2 separate regions of the Ovis aries genome follow, and region 2 is linked to region 1. A link is a contact called in public Hi-C data. All regions are on one chromosome and are shown on one strand. The core of a region is the stretch at or near the end of the contact, and the rest is flanking DNA. Distances in the headings are between cores, read along the strand shown. Region 1 overlaps LOC105611838. Region 2 overlaps SCHIP1 (schwannomin interacting protein 1).

Region 1 (6,531 bases), core at 1,565-4,064:
AGGGGATGTGGGGGTGCTCCTGAATCTGTGAAAACTCCTGGGTTAGTTGCCCCTGCTTTACCCTCACTCAACTTTACTCCAAGAACTGGGTCTGGGAGCAAAACCACCTAATGCCCAAACAGCCCAGATAATAACAATCAAGTGAGATGATGCTTTAAAAAGTAATCTGTAAGTAAATAATAACACAAAGAAGACACAGTAATCTGTAAGTAAATAATAACACAAAGAAGACACAGTAATCTGTAAGTAAATAATAACACAAAGAAGACACATTTGCACTGTACAAATGCAGATTTATTGTTCTTCCCTTTATCCACAGTAGGAAAAAGGCTGGAAATTGTTAGGAAACCAGCTTATATACAAAGCACCTCTGAAATTATGATTTTCTTTGGAAAACAACTTACAAAAAATAATAAACACTTTAAAAAGTCAAGACCTTTAAGTATTTTACACTTCTGAATGTTAAAACTCCATGTGTTTCCTGAAATACACAACAATTAAAAAAAAAAAACTCATAAAGTGACACTGATTTGAATTCCACTGGATCCCTGATCATTAATATCAATACGTTCTTCCCTATAAAATGAATTTGTTCTTCACAGGCAAAGCATTAAAGTATGTTTCTCTGATTAATTCATTAAGATTGAATTTACTCTTCAGCTACTGTCTACAGGAGACTAATGGTAATTTATAGTTTCTTCAAATAAGTTAACAAAACATATCCAAAATGTTAATCACCACACGCATGATTCTGGGAGAGCGACAATATCTATACACATTAAAAAACAAAGATTTCACCCAGTAACAAGAGCCAATATGGCCCATGATTCCCTGGGGCAAGTCCTCTTCGAGAAGAGATGACAATGTTCCTTGGTCCTGACTAAGGCTATTTCTAAGTGGCATTCCCGCACTGCCACCCCCACAACTCTCCCAGAAGTAAACAATCCAGGGTCAAGGTCAAGAAATGCAGTGTTTGGTGATTTCAGAAGGTTGATGAAATCTTCAGGGACTCTGACGATGGCCCCAGGTGAACTTCCCCAGTGAGATGAGGCCACCACCTGTGAGTGTTTGCACCAACATGGATGGGGAGAGGATTATAATCCTTTCTAATGACCCTAGGGCCAGGTAACATGATTGATTTAATGGTTTAACAGACCACCAGCCAGACTGGTTAGTAATAAGACATGGAAATCACACCTCACATAAAAAGACATACTGGACCCCGCAGCACGTGCGTATCTGACTGTGTAGGAGCTGAAAGAATAGGAACCTCTCTTCCTCATTAGTGACACGAGAAAAAAAAAGCTAAGTGAAATCGGTGCAATTTAAGTACTCCACCACCTAATTGCTAAAAAAAAAAATGTTCCAAACGCTTGATATGAATTTCATAGTTCACAGACTCCAGTAGGAAAATTACCACATTTCTCGCCTGACTGCTGAGTCATGTTAGGCACCCTTTATAAGTGTATGTGTTTGGGTGGGGAAGCCGGGTGGGATGGTGAGAGTGGGAGGTACCAAAAAAAAATTCTTGATATTATAGAGGTTTTTTTTTCTCCTCCTCAAGGTTTCCAAATATTTCACATTCCCTTTGCCCCTGAATAATGTGAGCTGCAAGTGGTCTTCCACAGGCTGTGTAGCTCTAGGTCCCGAAGTCTGTGCCTTATTACCACGGAGACAGTCTTTAAAGGCAGAAGTTCCTGAGGCTTCCTTTTCCAGCTCATCTTTCAAACCTCAGGTTTCCTGTAAGAAGCCTAACAAGGGAGAGAAACAAATTCAGGGATTCATTGTTGTGGGGAAAGAGCACATGCGTTTAAAGAAAGTCACTTGTCCGTTTCAAAAAGGAACTGCTGGAGTGGCTGGGTTTTCCTGAGATGAAGATAAACCAGTCCAATTTTTTAAGGCTGCAGTTATAAGACACTAAAATGCCCTGATAAAGACACAAAAGTCAGTCAATCACCCAGATATTTTGACTACAGGTAGGCAGAAAACACTGGAAAATTTCTGGCTTTTTGTTCATTTGTAACTTACTGAAGATTTTTCTCCTATTCAATGACAAGTTGGACTAATAAGCTTTTATGATCCATTTCACTGCCAAAAAATGTCACAAATCCTTATTCAGCTTTATGTGGCGGCAAGTCAAGCGTCTAGCAAAGTGAAGAGCAGATAAAAACAAAACGACAAATAACCACCCATTCTACAGGATCTGTGAGACGTCAGATTTCCAAGCCTTCCTTTGATGGAAGAGGCTATGATTGTTTCCTTCTCACAGCAGAGGCCAGTACAGCAACAGGCAGAAATGCCTATATGCAAATAAGGAGATTTCCACATGTGGGCCTCGGTGATTTACATAATTTCAACATATTCAAGAAAAAGAAATTTGATATTGAAACTGGCTATTCTATTGCCTTGCAGCTCTTGCATCCGAACTGGTGGGGGCGTTCAGAAAGTTCGCCCTCCACACCTGACATCATCCTGAGTGGTCACCCCAGACTTTAACTTTTCATATAAGCTTTTGGGGTGGCTGACACACTTTTACATTCTTTAAGGAACAAAAAGTCCGAATAGAATGCCAAATGTAAACCTCTCTCTGACTTGCTTCTGAGAAGTAACACAGCATTTGTTAATCATGGTAACAGTACATATTAATAAAAATCCAAGCTGTGAATTGGTTTGACCTTGGGTCTAACAATATGCTAAGTCAAGCCACAAAAAAAAAAAAAGAAGTGCTTCAAAACAAAGGAAGGAACCCTGTGGTTTTCTGGACTGAGACCAGAAACAACTCGCTTTAGCTCTCTGTTCCCATCTTTGCTGCTGGAGGCTCACTAGTGCCACCAAGTGGAGCACTGCATCAACACCACAGAAAGTCTGGAAGGCTCAAGGCTTCCAGTTAGGTCTCCCGTTAAGGACATTATCAATGGACATGAGTTTGAGCAGACTCCAGGAGACAGTGAAAGGCAGGGAAGCCTGGCATGCAGTCGCTCATGGGGTCTGCAAGAGTCGGACATGACTGAGCAGCTGAACAACAACAAAGGACATTATCTACTCTTGCCTGAGTCTCACTGCCTGAACCTAGAGCTTTTACATGCATTATCTCTTTTCATTCTCACAAGAGACCTAGGATATTGGAAGTTTCGCATCCATTTGACAGATGAGAATATAGAGGCTTTAGGTAAGGAATTTGCTTAGTCATAGATATACTGCACAACACAGGGAATATAGCCAATATTTTAGAACTGTAAATAGAATATAACCTATAAAAACTGTGAAACACTACTTTGTACACCTGTACCTTACTGTGTATCATGTATACGTCAATTAAAAAGAAAAACAAATCTGCTTGGTCACAAACCTAGCCATCACTTGAGATGGTATTCAAATGCTTCTTCTGATGCCACACGTGAATCACCTTTACTTAGACTGTGACCCACGTGCTTACTGTGGAGCATTTACACAATCTTCTGAACCTGAGCTTAGAGGTGACTAACACATTCTAGAGTATAAATTTGCTATTTGCAAAGACACAGCTTGACCCCCAGTAAATGACTCAGATATTCTGCTTACCTCTCAGCACATCTTGGACTTCAACTGAATCAACATTTTTTAAGCAGTTACATAAATTCTGAGCTGTGGCATTATTCTGCTCCTTTTCTTGCCACTTCTTCAGCATCTTAAACTTACTGATCGTAACATTGTCTTCCTTCTCCCGGATCGCATCGATTTCGCTAATATTCAGCTTCAGGTTGGCAATGGCAATCTTTAACCACTCCTTCCCCAGCTTCTCAGCAAGGTTAAACAACTGAGTGTCTGTTAACAGGGCTTTAGTCTTCACCCCATCTAAAAGCACATGAAGAATTCAGTAGTTCCTCTCAACACTTCATTTATAGTCATCGACTATGAAAACGTATTCTCTTTATATAAAAAAGGATACCATGATTTGAAACTTCAACTGCTTTTAAAATAAATTTAAGTGCCAAAAAAATCCCTGCTTTCCAAACTATTAGAAGAAAAGGGAATGATTACACATAAGGTTGAACTGGGGTATAACGCTCACAAGGATAGTTCAGTGATTCAGGGAATGAAATTGTTTTACAAAGCTGCACAAATTAGGCTGGAGGAGAAAAAAAAAATCAGGCATCAAAAATAATTTATGTGGCTCAAAAAGAAAAACATACATTTCTCCTTGCCCATCTCTGCATCTTCACATACAAAGTGCTACCTTTAGTGGTCACTAAAGAGGGCAGCAAGAGATATGAACTGCAGTCTCCATTCTGCCATCTCCTGGCATTAGGGGGAAGAGCATAATCCACAGAAAAGTCAGGGCACAGTGTCTGTAATATCAGTATCTGTTGTTCACTAAGAAACCGTGTCATCATTCTGGAAGGGATTATGTTTCCAATACAAACCAGTGCCCCAATACAAAATACCAGCCCCAGCTGGGTGTTCTATGTTCACACTTTTCAGATGGTTGTGCTATGATGCATCAAAGCTCACCAGGTGTAGAGTCTCATTAAGGATCAGGCCTTACAAACCCTGGAGGTGCCATGAGAAGAGGGTAAGAGGAAGAATCCTTCCTGCCCCTCCTCCAGAACCATAACACTTTGCTCATCTAGAGCCAACAGTCTAATGAAGGGAACCTAACATTTATATTGAACCCTAACTCCCTTAACTCAAGCATGGTTTCTAAAGGATGGCCACTGCCCCCTAGTGGTCTTCTAACGCATGTGGCTTGTGTTCCTCTCCCAAACTGCTACAAGAGAAACCACACAGGGAATCCATCCATCAAAGATGCAAGTTCTCAGGATCATCCCTAAACCTACTGTGTCAGATTCTGTATCTAAATTTTAACAAGATCTCAAAGTGACTCAGAGTTAAGAGATGACTATATTTTAAAAAGCAATATGGTGATATGCTGAGCCTCAAACTATCAGGATAATGACTCAGTATCTTTAAAAATGTTGTGAAAATACCTAAACAAAAGTAAAGCATTATTAATTTATTTGCTACCACATTGTCAACTCTAAAAAGGCTGGGAATCCTTAATTTTCTAGGTAGTATTTGGTCATTTTATTCTATGTCTAGCTACTTGTTCTTGGAGCTAATTTTAAATAGCCAAATAACTGCAAAAAGAAAAAATTTTCCTATGTGTCCCATTCAGTTATAAGTGAATAATTTTTGAGGATCTAATATACAATATGATGACTACAGTTAATAATAAATACTATGCTATACTCTTGAGATTTGCTAAGAGAAGGTCTTATGAGTTCTACCACCAAAAAAAAGGTGGCTGTGTGAGGTGATAGGTGTGCTAATTAATCCGATTGGTAAATATTTCACAATGTATGCACACTTCAAAGCATCCCATTGTGTACTTATATCCAATTTTTATTTGTCAACTATATCTCAATGAAAATGAAAGAAATATGTATCCTAATTTGGTTAGGTTTTAAAAATAATTCCAGAGCCTCATTTATTTTGATGTTCATTTAATAGAAATAATAAACAATTCTCTAGTGACAAACAGTGAAATCAGACATACACCATCCTCTTCAACTCCAAACGAATAACATCTCATTTTAGTCTTTAGAGTTTATCTGCTTTTAGATTCACACCTTCTTACAATAATAAAAGGTATTTTGATGAAAGGGTTCATCTACATGAGGCCCCCAAAGCCTTAAGATCTTGTCTTGTGTAATTTGAGTCTGGGTTTTCTAACTTCAGTTTGTGAATTCTGGTTGGACTTGAATTTTTAGGTACATACCCCATCTTCTGGCTCCTTGGAGTACTGTTGTTAGTGCTTAAATCTCTACTGTATTTTCACAGCTATCAAGCCTTGGTCTCTGCCATTTAAATGGAAGAAATTAACTTGACCTTTATTTCTAATAACTGAGCTGGTGGCTCCCTCCCCGCAAATATAGTTAATAACTGAGAAGTCAGTGAACGCACACATGCACACTCACTAGCCACTTCTTCAGTGAACACTCATCGTCTATATCAGAGGCTGCAGGCTCAGTGCTATAGGAAACGCACAGATGGACGGGCCACAGCCACTGACCCTACAGGCTGCAAGACCTTCCCTCGACCCCCAATTCTACTTTCACCAAGTGCAGGGGAGGAGTGGGCAGTCAAGGTGGAAAAGCAGGCTGGGGCAGACCACGTAGGACCTTTATCCCAGCCTGAGAAGCTTGGACACAGGGAAGGTAGCTGGGAGAGCAGGCACACCCAGGATATGGCTCCAGGAAGACTGACCCAAGAAGAACATGTGCCTGATGAACATCCTGGGGGAGACCAGAGGAGGTGACTGATGGCCACAGAGGACATTTTTACAAACCTGAACTGTCAATCTGCTTCATTCTTTTATCATAGACCGTCTCATCAGGCAAGCTGCTACTCATTTTTCGTCGCCTGTTACCTTTAAAAAAACAACAACAAATTGGCTTTCCCTTATGGTTTTATTATCCAGCCATCTTCAAGCTGGACTTTTAAAAAATCATTTAAAAATCATCATTCTGACAGAACAGATTAAAAAAGGAT
Region 2 (5,920 bases), core at 658-3,157, 140 kb before region 1:
TGCTCCAACTACTAAATCCTTCCCTGTTTTTTTTCTTTGCCTTTCCTGAGTTAGAAACGCTGTGTGGGATGGTTGATTTAGGTCTAAGGTCCTTAGCACAAAGGTCAGTTTGGGGGCAAAACATCAGAATTTATGATCAAGCTTTCTGCAGAATGAAATGTATTTCTTTGGATGTTTTAAACTTTATTTTGCTGTGTTATCAGTAATTTTGTGTGTTTATAATCTGTTTATGTAGTATCATCTTCTCTTCAAGACTTTATTCTATAAATAGGAAATATATATAATTCTAAAGTAGATCAGTCCTGGGTATTCATTGGAAGGACTGATGCTAAAGCTGAAACTCCAATACTTTGGCGACCTCATGCAAAGAGTTGACTCATTGGAAAAGACTCTGATGCTGGGAGGGATTGGGGGCAGGAGGAGAAGGGGACAACAGAAGATGAGATGGCTAGATGGCATAACCGACTCGATGGACATGAGTTTGAGGAAATTCCGGGAGTTGGTGATGGACAGGGAGGCCTGGCGTGCTGTAATTCATGGGGTTACAGAGAGTCGGACAGGACTGAGCGACTGAACTGAACTGAACTGATATAATTCTAGATTCAAATTAGGTTTAATTTGAAATGTCTTTATTTTAAAATATGTCTGTTTTTAATTTGCACTTTTATTTCCCACTATTGTCCAATCCATGGATCTTGAGTTTTATTGTTAAAAATGGTTGACTTTTTAAAAATTTTTTACCAACTACAAACAATGAATTTTAAAGCTTAATTTATATGGGATCAAAGGGTAACCATAACATATTAGATTACTCCAGAAAAAAAAATATTCTAATGGAAGAAAATTGAAAGGAGACAAGTTCCATCTCAATAAATGTTCAAGCTGCCTAACAGTTCAAGTCAGCTCAGGACGCTCTCAGAGAGTCAGTTGTGTATCAGGAATTGCCGTGACAGGCCAGGTGTTCAAGTATGTGACTTCAAGGGCCTCTTTACAAAGTTGCATCACCTTTAAAATCCTGTGTTCCTTTGTGTAGGCTTTCAGAAAGTAGAGAGGAGGATGACTGTGTACAAAGCACCTGTCCTATGCCAGCTCTGAGCTAAATCCTCTCATCTTTCTTTGTTGTTCTGTCACTCGGTTCAGTTCAGTCACTCAGTCGTGTCCAACTCTTTGCGACCCCATGGACTGCAGCACGCCAGGCCTCCCTGTCCATCACCAACTCCCAGAGTTTACTCACTCATGTCCATTGAGTCGGTGATGCCATCCAACCATCTCATCCTCTGTTGTCCCCTTCTCCTCCTGCCTTCAATCTTTCTATTGCTCAGTCACATCCAACCCTCTGTGACCCCACGGACTGCACCACGCCAGGATTCCCTGTGCTCCACTATCTCTTGGAGTTTGCTTGAATCCATTGAGTCCACCAACGCATGTCCATTTGAGTCGGTGATGCCATCCAACCATCTCGTCCTCTGTCATCCCCTTCTCCTCTTGCCTTCAATCTTTCCCAGCATCCCAGTCTTTTCCAGTGAGTCAGGCCTTTGCATCAGGTGGCCAAAGTATTGGAGCTTCCTTCTTACAAAGTACTGAATTATACACCCTGTTTTACAGATGAGGATACAGATTGAGTATTGTACTTAGGGAATGAAGTGAGAATTCAAACCTAAGTCCTGCTGATTCCAAGCACCCTCAGCTGATCACAGAAGAACCTGTCACCTTCTGCAGCCAGCCCTGGGCCTGACTCTGCTGGCCTGCACAGGAAGGTGGGGAGCAACAGAATTGGACCTCCGGAGAGAAAGGCTGCATTTCCTTCCTGGGGAAATAAGTTGGAACTCTCAGTAATCACTGAAGTTAACAACAGGTGGCAGTACATGCACGTAACAGTGGTGCCTGTGTTAAATCAGTACTTTTTCTGACTTCTGTATTGTTTTCAATCAAACAAGTGCTTCAAGTGAGTCATCTGAGCATTTTGTACAGAGCATCCCTACCCACTGGAATTTTTAAAAAATGCAAATGTCAGCTATCAGACGAGTTGATCTTTGTGTCTCTCAGTGTGACAATAATGCCAGAGCAGATTCGACATCCACTGTTCTAAACCTGGCTTACACTACCCTCCTTAGGACCCCCTGCTGCTTAAGGAGTTTCCTTCTGCTTTTTCTTTCTCAAAGCTTACACACAGGCTGGAGACCCCAGGGATGCTTCTTTTAGCCTCAAATAGAAAACAGAAAGTGCTTCTTGAAAAACTCTTTGTTGTCAACAGTCATGAAACATGTTCGCCTTCAGATGAGCATTAGGACACAGAGTTGGATCCTCAGCCTGGCTGTGTATGTGGCAGATACACAGCCTGGCGGCCCTTTGTGACCACATTTCCAGAAACATCCCTCCTGGAGCCTCCCGGATTCGCCACAAACATAATGAACTCCCAAGACATCTCTGCCTCTGAGGCTCGGTGCGCCAGGTGGTCTGCAGAGCCTTGCTGTGTTCCAGCGTTGTGCCTTTATAACTAGGTTGGAAGCTTCCTTAAGTTTCTCTAGGGTGAACCTCTGGTGTGGTTTTTTTTTTTTTTCCTTAATGACATAAATGAGCTCCCTCAGTAGACTTTTGGCAACTGCCTCAAATAATATTTTCCTAACACCAAATAAGCTTTGGCATTATTGTCACTGTGAGAGATGCAAAGATCAACTCGTCTGATAGCTGACCTTTTTCTATTTGAGGCAAAAAAAAAAAAAAAAAACGAGTCTTTTTTTCTGAGAGCTCTCGCCCCGGGATGCTGGCTTTAATGAGCATCTTTGGATTGTCCCCGTGAGGCAGGACATTAGATGACACCAGGCAGCCCTGTTTGGCTGAGGATCCATTCATCTTCATCGACAAAAATGTAAACTCAGTGTCTCAACACGTTTTTATCGTGTACCAACTATGTGTTTGGTATTGTGCCAGGTGCTATAATGTGGCTTGAAATTAGTTTTCAAACAACATGAATTTCTGTGTGGAAAAAAGCTACTACAATAGGAGTTAAAAGTTATCACCTTACTGTTCATCAATGTATCTTTCTTATCCTCTAGTAGAAGTTACCATTTATGAACTAGACATAATATTGATCACTCACTGCTCCCCGTGAAGAACACATTAAACTACTTTCTCTAGCAAAACCAGACTGTTTGAGGATGCTGCCGGGTAACAAATAGCCGAGTGGAATTAGTGTTCTATTTGCTTCTGCCCAGCCTGCAGAGTGGGATGAACCTGCAGATTTGCTTTGTCAACGACAGCGGCAGTGATAAGGACAGCGATGCTGATGACAGCAAGACCGAAACCAGCCTGGACACCCCCTTGTCTCCCATGGTGAGTCTCCGAGCTGCCACTGAGGTTCAGAGTGTGCTTTCCTGGTCACTTAGCTTCTCTTCTGTTGTTGATCAGGAACTAACATTGCAGAGATTTAAAACGAGATGTCTCGCGACATTTCTTACCATGTGAAGTGTGAAAGTCACTCAGTCGTGTCTGATTCTTTGCAACCCCGTGGACTGTATGTAGCCCACCAGGCTCCTCTGTCCATGGGATTCTCCAGGCGAGAATATGGGAGTGGGTGGCCATTCCCTTCTCCAGGGGATCTCCCTGTCTCCTGCACTGCAGGAGATTCTTTATTGTCTGAGCCATTGGGGAAGGCCTTCTTAATGTGAGATGCTCCTAAAATTTGAGTGATTGAAAACTTAAAACTGTGATCTGAGGACACATAAGTTTTGTTAAAGTTAGCAGCTACTTTCATATTAAATCATCAGGAAAATCACATAGACCCTAAAAATTATAAAAGAAAATATGTTATAAAAGGGAATGAAATGGTGCCGTTTGCAGAGACGTGGATGGACCTAGAGACTGTCATAAGACTGAAATAGTCAGAAAGGGAAAAACAAATATCATATATTATTAACACATATATGTGGAATCTAGAAAAATGGTATCGATTATCTTATTGCAGCACAGAAATAGAGACACAGATGTAGAGAACATCTGGATGCTGGAGGGGAAAGGAAAAAGAGGGGGTGATGATTTGGGAGATTGGGGTTGATATATATACACTGCTAGGTGTGGAATAGATAACTGAGAACCTACTGTATAGCACAAGGAACTCTACTCACTGCTCCATGGTGACCTAAATGGAAAAGGAATCCGAAAAGGAGGGGATATATGTAAACATATCGCTGATTCACTTTGCTATAGGGCAGAAACTAACACAATATTGTAAAGCAACTATATGCCAATAAAAATTAATTTTAAAAAAAGAATTGCATGTGGTAAATAAAAAAATAGAAAATGTGCTATATACCATTCTTCCCCATTGGTCTTAGAAATATGAGCATAGACTAGCAGTGGACACATTTTAAAAGATGGGGGATAGAGTCCTGACAGGGGGTGGGAGGGCTAGCACTTAAAAGATACCGCTCAGAAAAACCAGCAAGATAATGTGAGTTAAGCACTGCTTACTTTCCTTGCGGAGTTTCCCTGGTGGCTCAGTGGTAAAGAGTCCGCTTGCCAAGCTGGAAACAAAGGTCAGATGTCTGGGTCAGGAAGATCCCCTGGAGAAGGAAATGACAACCCACTCCAGGATTCTTGCCTGTGGATGGAGAAGACTGGCGGGCTACAGCCCATGGTGTCGCAACGAGTGGGACTCGACTTAGCAACTAAACAACACTTTTCCTTGCACACATCTATAAAAGATGACTCGATGATCCTGAGTGCTTGTTCCTGAATGTCTTTCCTCTCTGGGAGGTCTGTCCCGCACCTTTCTTATCGAAGACCAACTAACAGGAAACTGAATTAGTTGTTGAGTACAGTGCCACATGAGAACTTCTTTGGATAGCTGAGATCCTGTCCACTCGGGGAGTAACACACCATCTTAGCTCTGGGTGAAATGGTTTGCTGTAGTCTGTTCACTTCAAGAAAGTTTTGAGAGTGAGAATCAAAGAAAAGTCTCAAGTTTGTTATAAATATATATTCTCCCTATTATTCTGTTACTTTTTATGCTAAAATCAGCCTTTTATTGATACTGTGGAGATAAACTACCTTTGAAAGTGTTACTTGCTGAAAAAGAGGAGTGTATATATATATATATATACACATACACACAAACACACATATATACCTGATTCACTTTGCTGTACAGCAAAAATCAACACCACATAGTAAAGGAACTATATGCCAATGAAAATTAATTAAAAAGGTAAAAAATAATCATATTGAAATACAGTTATTAAATGTAAAGTAGAAAATAAATGCAAAAAGTAATATGCAAAGAACTCAGAACAATGCTAGCACATTATTCCCATTAAATGCTGTGTGCTAAGCTGCTTCTGTCCTGTCCGACTCTTTTTGACCTTCTGGACTGTAGCCTCCCATGGGATTCTCCAGGCAAGAATACTGGAGTGGGTTGCCATGCCCTCCTCCAGGGGAATTTCCTGACCCACTAAATGCTAATGGTAAATAAATAATCATTCAATAAAAGTTATTTGTGATTGGTACAGATCAAATCAAGAGTTGAGTTGTGTTGATGGAGGGGATTCTTGGCTGTGCTGAGAGAGGGCTCAGGGAAGGCTATAGTCCATCCTCATAGGTGGTACCCAGCACACAAAGCTCAGGTGCTGTTTTTTTTTTTTCCCTTCACAGAGCAAACAGAGCTCTTCCTATTCAGATAGAGACACTACTGAAGAAGAATCCGAATCCCTGGATGACATGGATTTCCTCACAAGGCAGAAGAAATTGCAAGCCGAAGCCAAAATGGCCCTTGCCATGGCCAAACCAATGGCCAAAATGCAAGTAGAAGTGGAAAAACAGAACAGGAAGAAGTCTCCCGTCGCTGATCTCGTAAGCAGCGAGCGCCGAAACGCAACTGACTGGGGGCTTGCGTGTGGTGGCTGGCTGGCTAGTGGTGGCTGCA

Evidence for each region. A called contact is a pair of places that touch in the nucleus more often than the background predicts.
Region 2: a Hi-C map of hypothalamus shows a contact between it and region 1, with 5 times the contacts expected there. The contact joins two enhancer-like sites. A contact is called at or near these places in 7 of 16 Hi-C or Micro-C datasets (blood, hypothalamus, skin fibroblasts and 1 more).

The regions. Positions count from the first base shown.
Region 1 is chr1:228,100,249-228,106,779 of ARS-UI_Ramb_v3.0, reverse strand. It overlaps LOC105611838, which reads right to left. Exons shown (of 18, transcript XM_027963882.1): 16 at 6,329-6,409; 17 at 3,562-3,834; 18 at 273-1,751. The coding sequence ends at 1,732. Among named protein-coding and RNA genes, the nearest start is that of IL12A, 16 kb to the left of the region's middle. Within about 2 kb of position 2,814, at least 10 of the 54 cell types and tissues checked have an H3K27ac peak or open chromatin away from gene starts, as enhancers often do. A contact at or near this core is called in hypothalamus, where this site is marked.
Region 2 is chr1:228,241,633-228,247,552 of ARS-UI_Ramb_v3.0, reverse strand. SCHIP1 (schwannomin interacting protein 1) reads left to right here. Exons shown (of 9, transcript XM_042235034.1): 4 at 3,216-3,333; 5 at 5,650-5,847. Among named protein-coding and RNA genes, the nearest start is that of IL12A, 130 kb to the right of the region's middle. Within about 2 kb of position 1,907, at least 5 of the 54 cell types and tissues checked have an H3K27ac peak or open chromatin away from gene starts, as enhancers often do. A contact at or near this core is called in hypothalamus, where this site is marked.